2 separate regions of the Arachis hypogaea genome follow, and region 1 is linked to region 2. The links are chromatin contacts, called in public Hi-C maps. All regions are on one chromosome and are shown on one strand. The core of a region is the stretch at or near the end of the contact, and the rest is flanking DNA. Distances in the headings are between cores, read along the strand shown.

What was found. Hi-C and Micro-C count contacts between places; a contact is called where the count stands out from the background.
Region 1: a Hi-C map of leaf shows a contact between it and region 2, with 2.5 times the contacts expected there. The contact joins the promoter of LOC112726903 here to the enhancer-like site in region 2. A contact is called at or near these places in 2 of 8 Hi-C or Micro-C datasets (both in leaf).

What each region holds. Positions count from the first base shown.
Region 1 is chr12:13,044,939-13,048,258 of arahy.Tifrunner.gnm2.J5K5, reverse strand. LOC112726903 (phosphopantothenate--cysteine ligase 2) reads right to left here and starts at 1,952. Exons shown (of 11, transcript XM_072208859.1): 1 at 1,718-1,952; 2 at 1,458-1,644; 3 at 711-858; 4 at 422-545; 5 at 257-301; 6 at 97-182. The coding sequence starts at 858.
Region 2 is chr12:12,973,425-12,976,615 of arahy.Tifrunner.gnm2.J5K5, reverse strand. No RefSeq gene overlaps it. Among protein-coding and RNA genes, the nearest start is that of LOC112726901, 9.2 kb to the left of the region's middle. Within about 2 kb of position 1,820, at least 2 of the 3 cell types and tissues checked have open chromatin away from gene starts, as enhancers often do.

The DNA.
Region 1 (3,320 bases), core at 703-3,202, 72 kb before region 2:
AGCATTGCTAGTAGAGTTATTGGTATCATTTTATTTATATTCTTTTCCTTCCCTTTTTTAATTGTACAAGAAGAGGATGAAGCAGAAACCAAAGACCTTGAATGTTTAATCCTTCGGTGGCCTCAAAGCATTCAAGTAAGGGATCATCAGGAAGGGATCTACAGAATGGCTGAAAACTTCCTCTGAAGAGTTACAGGTAAGTAAGCAACAACACACAAAAGACAAACATAAAAGAAGGATACACAGAAAAATTCACCTCCGGTACAAGAAGATCACAGCATATCCCGCCTTCAGAAAATACCTACACTCAACATAACCAGCAACATAGTATTCATTCCCCTCCAAGAGATCACCAAACAAATATCGAAGAAAAAGTTTCATTGACAAGAACAAGAACAAGAGCAAGTGCAAGAACAAATACTCAGTGGATGTGGCTCCCCTATGACCTGAACTAAAGTTGTCAACATAGCGAACGCACCGCTGCTCCAATGGAGCAGTGGTGCCACCAGAAGTCACACAAACAATTCTCTTACCTATCCCATTTTCTGTGAAGGCAACAACAACAACAACAAAAATCCACCACACATTATGCAGGGCAAGCATAAAAAAAACACAAAAGGAGAAATGCCAATAAAAGAAAGCATAATTTTTAATGGTCTAGAACACAATACAATAGGATACAAAAGAGTGTCACTGTCACAATCACTTGCCTGAAGATAAAGAATTCAGCTGAATGAAGTGATTCAATTTCTGAATGATGTCATTCCTATTCTGGAGAGGTGGAGCAGAATCAAAGAACGCTTTGACTTGTGAATCAAGGGTTTGCTCAGTATCTTGGGATCCATTTGGTGCATCCATCTGAAACAATTACACCCACAATGTCATTTATCATTCAAACCCATTGAGATAAAGCAGAAGGAATTGGAAAATAAAATATATAACAAAAAAAAATCAATTTTTTCAGGTGCTCAGGATAGCATATCTCACCTTGAAGGAAAGACTTTCAGATTAATTAGTTAGTTAGGGAGAAGAATCAGAACTTACTGTTGTATGTTTATGGAGCGATTGGGTTCAAGTTTTATATAATCCAAAATTTCAGGAAGAAATAGTTTTGATTAATAGCCGCCAATTGGCCCATGAAGATTAAGATTAATTAACGCGGTGTTTGGAAAGCAAAGGAATTAGATTCTCTCGAGAAATCCGAACCCGACCCTAAATTATGATGGGTCCATTTCCTAGACCCATACCCGACCCCTCACCCGATAATATCCAATCAGTTCGGGCCAATTTTAAACCGGGTCTTAACAATAAATTGAACCAGAAATTGAAAGATGAATAGATGATGAACGCAGCAGTCAGCACATGGATAAAACATTAAACAACACTGTAAAAAAATTAAAAATAAAAATCCCTCAACTTAATGAAAATGATTCAGTGATATCAACTATCATTCTTACCAAAAAATCAAAGCAAAAATCTTGCTCAAGGGCATGCAGATTGGAGACCGTTACCACATTTTACACTCTCGTAACATACTTCACGCGCTCTGTTCTGCTGTTGGAAGAGCAAGTATGCTTTATTACCAGCCTCCTGCCTTCCCCAAGTAGAACCACACTGTTGATTCAACACCTGCTCTTGAGAAACCTAAACACAAGGGAAAAAGATTATTAGATTCAAGTTTTTCAGAAATGCCTTCTTCCAAAGACGGTTTTGTTACCTGAGGAGCGTGGTTACAGAACGAGCGGCATACGGTGGTGTGGAGGTTCTTCGCTGCTGCTGCGGTGGCGCGTGTAGAGTTAAGAAACCGTCTGTTGCCCTGAGACACGTGATGGTGATGATGATGAAGATGAAGTACCAAGTGCAGGTGGCTTGCTCTGGGATCCGGCTGGTGGGGAAGTCCTTATTTGCTCTCTTCGGACCGGATCGGGTGACCCAAACATTTACCTTGGTCTGATCGAAATAATAAACTGGATAAGCTCTTTAGGTTTCAGGTCTGACCCGATCTCAATAAATTCGGGTCAATTTTTGACCCAATGTGATCGGGTCCGAACCAGTTTTTTCAAGCAGGCCGGATTTTGTGAAGTCCTAATTAGTTAAAAAATGTTTTATTATTAAAAATTAGTTACTAAATTAATTATTATATTTTATATATTTATGTATATTAATATATATTTCTAAATTAAATAACTAATTGTTAAAATAATTAAATCTATTATAATAAATAATTAAATTATTATATTAGTATAATAAAAAAATTATAAAATATTAGTCATTGTTGAAGTTTTCGCTTTTGATTTCTTGCTTTGTTCCACTTTAGTTGTTGAAATCTAGCCTTGATTTTGACTAACTAAACTACTAATTAATTAGCCGGATTGTTAGATTTAGATGTCGGATGTTAGATACATTATACATACACCCATTCAAGTTCCTGATCTCCAAACACGCTTCCAACATTAATTATTTATCAATAGCTTTGATTTTATGTATGGATCAAAACAAAAATAGTGTTTGAAATGTTATGTGTATATAAAAAAGGTTTAATTACTCTATTCGTCTCTATAGTTTCGCAAAATTTTTAATTAGGTCTCTATATTTTCTTCTTTTTAATTGAGTCTTTGCACCAAATTTATTTTTAATTGGATCCCTACACTTTTTTTTCTTTTATTTAGGTCCCTATACCAATTTTTTTTAGTTAGGTCCCTATAAAATTAAGCCAATTACTAATAAAAGGGACTTAATTAAAAAAAATAGTGCAAGAACTCAATTAAAAAGAAAAAAAGTATAAGGACATAATTGAAAATTTTACGAAACTATAAGAACCAATAAAGTAATTAAACCTATAAAAAATCAATCATTATATATTTGTGAAGTAAATTATTAAAATATATTTGTGAAATAAATTATTAAAATAGTATTTAAAATTTTATATCGTTAACAAAAAAACTTTAAAATATACTAATGATAAATAAATTTTTAAAAAATTTAAAAACGTAATAAAAAAAATTAAATATTAAATATAAAAATCTTAAAAAGACTTTAAATATCAGATTTTGAAATAAATTTTTGTAATTATTACTTAAAAAATAAGATATATTTTTTTTAAAATTTAATAATTTGTGTCAAGTAATTTTTTAATTATTGTGAATGATCACATATTTTTAAAAAATAAAAAAATTAAAGATCAAATTTTGTCTGAATTTTTTTGTTAATTTTTTAAATATTTATTCAAATATTATCACAAAAATTTAGATTAAATGAATAAGTCGTTTGTTAAATACAAAAAAAAAAAATTTGTCACTTAAAAAATTATATTTATTAAT
Region 2 (3,191 bases), core at 571-3,070:
ATACCCAACCGCTCCAAGAGGCGTGAATACTTTGTGTACGTACATATAAATCGAAACAATCCTTTTAGATTTACTTGGATAACGCATAATTCAACCAATATTGTTTCAATTTATGAAGGAAAAGAAATCTGGCCACTCTATTTCGATTTATATAGAATTGTTGGCTTGGGTGATTCACGTGTCGATTTTGGCTTTGAGTGAATTGCGTTACATTGTTTGTTGTTTGGTTTAATAAAGTGATTTACTCTAAAAAATAACTATTAAAGTAATCATTTATATAAATATACATTAAAATATAAAATATATATTAAAAATAAATTAAATAATACATATATTTATAAATAAATATAATATAAAAATACTTTTTTTTTGTAATAAGTTTTGTTTGGCTTTATTTTAATTTGTGTGGCATCACATTCTTATAACTAAATTGTTGTTAAAGATATGAGAACATTAATGTTACTATTCAAGTATGCAACGTGCTGCGGACTCGGCTTGAAAAAAACCCAACACACAATAAGATTAATTGGGACCCAAATAATAAGCAATAAAAGAGATGAAAAGTGGCACTTATGTGCTAAAGTCTAAGATGCTCCATGCATTAATGATAAACAAGAACAAACAAAAGGAACCTAACTGAAAGGATTGTGACTTCTTTGCCATTTGTCAATGTTACTTGTTAATTTAATTAGGATAGGGTGGTGGGAAATGAACATCATTCACATTTTTGTGACATATTTCACTTCGGATTTTGATAAAGGAAAGGGATATCATCTATGTGTCGTGTGTAATCCCAAAAACAAAGCAAAAGTATGTAGTAATAGTAAGTAGTAGATAAGCTCAACCACCAAGTCATTTCATGAAAACAAATCATTTTTGTAACTTTTTTTTTAATGAAATTAGTCAAATTACTCATTTTCTTGTGCTATTTGACAATGTGTGAAATCCATATTATACTAGTATCAGTAATAAACATTGATGGTTAACAGGGAAAGTATGATATTTTTCTATTAGGAGTTTTTGTGTTCAAATTTTATAAATAATAACGAATTTTTTTTATGATGAATATTTGAGAAGGATATTTTAGAAAAAAAAATTATGCACTAAATTTCTTCGGATTCCTTTATATATATATTAGATTGTAAAATATGCGCCTATTTGAAACTAAATTAGATTTAACTTTTAAGAGGTGTAGAGTGATTATAAAAAGAAAAATTTTCTATTACACCAAGATCAAAGGTGATTGATTGGTTGATTAAATTTTGTTTTAATTAGCGAAATATGTTTCTAGCGTACACATGAAAAAAAATTAAGGAATGAATCTTCTCAAAATTTTTCTTTCAATTATTTAATAAAGGGTGATATTTTATTATTTAATATCTTTTTTTACACATTTTTTTATCTTACTTAAAAATATAAGATACAAAATTACACTTTACTAAATAATTAAAGAAAAAAAATTAAAAGAATCTATTTTCTGTTTTTTTTTTTTCATTGTGATGAAAATATATTTTGCTAATTAAAACAAAATTTAATCAACTAATCAATCACCTTTGATTTTGGTGTAATAATTTTTTTTTAAATAGTAGAAGATCACACTTTATGAAATAATAGAGAGAAAAATAAAATCTCAAAAAAATACGTATGAAAGTTGGTGACTTCATCACTCACACAATTACACAAAAGACCTGCTCTTTGTTATTTTAATGATTGACTGTTTCTCAATTGTTTTTTTTTTTTGCTAATAAACTGTTTCTCAAATTTACAATAATTAATAAGCAGAAGAAAGCCCAAGAAATGCAAGGCCTAGTTCAGTTAGTTAATCTCCGGCCTTGTAAACCAAATAAATAAAACTTTGGAACTTGGTAGTGTCTAGTGTGTACATTGTATAATTGTAATACCCAAAAAAAAAATGACCAAAAGCCTAAAAGAATTTTTTTAATCTTTTTCTTTCTCAATAATTATCAATTTTGATTTTAGTTTTTGTCCCAGCAATTATATCTTTGTTTTCGGGATAGGAAAAAATTATCATACTCTTAGTCGTAGTTATGGTTAAGGCCCAAACAAGTTTTTTATTAGGGGTGAAGACGGGTCGGTTTGGTTCGAATTTATGGTAAAATTAGAATCGAACCGATCAAAATATAATTGGTTCGGATTGATTTGGATTTGTATTTTTTTGTATATGTACCCGAACCAAACCAAACCGATTAAGAACAGATTGGTTCGGTTCGGGTAATTGGATACCCGATGATTTTGAAATTAAAAAAAAAAACAAATTTTTATCTCAAAAATTCAACAAGTACAATAAACATGTAACATCAATAGAAATAATCCAAATATGTTAAACACCCAATATATTAAAAACTAAACTCATTAAAATCCAAACATATTAATAATGAATAATCATTGTCTAATAGAAAAGCTATATATATTTTTTTATTTTTTTATTTAATTAATATATAATTGGGTTCGTGGGTTAGTCTGGGTTCCGCACCCCCAAAACCGATACTCGAACCAATCACTAACGAAAGCCAGATTTGGTTTGGGTTGGACCCGATTACCCATTGATTTTAGAACCAGCAATTTAATTGGTTCGGTTCGGATTCGAACGGGTAATGGGTACCTGTTACCCGTGCTCACCCCTATTTTTTATTTTAGTTTTTTTGATCTGAAGATTAAATATTCGACTGAAATTAGTTTGATCAAAATCAAAAGTCACAAATGACCATGCAAAATGAGCCATTAGGAGAATAACTAATTTTTTAACATTTTGCTTTTTTTTTTTTGGTAGACGATGGAATGTTTTACCATCTGAAGTGGGTGAGATCCTGAGCCTCACACAAAGTGTACCTGGATTCAAAAATGTACCTTAATTGATGATTAGCGAAGAATAAAGCCGACGTGTTCATGAGTGTGTATATAACCGAAAATGTTATTAAAATACTCTAAATCTTAAGCCCAATGAGAGATATTCCAACATATGTTGGATCACTAGATGACCCAAAATGTTTTTGGGCATTCAGAGTTTGGAAGTTTTTTATAATAAAAAGGACAATCAATCAAAAACCAAATTTATATGTTAATATTTTATTATTATTATGCAATACTTTAGAAATCCAACAAAAAATTTAGTATCGAGAGTTCGAATTTCGCCTTATGTATGTAACAATCCATTAGTTAGCGACAAACCC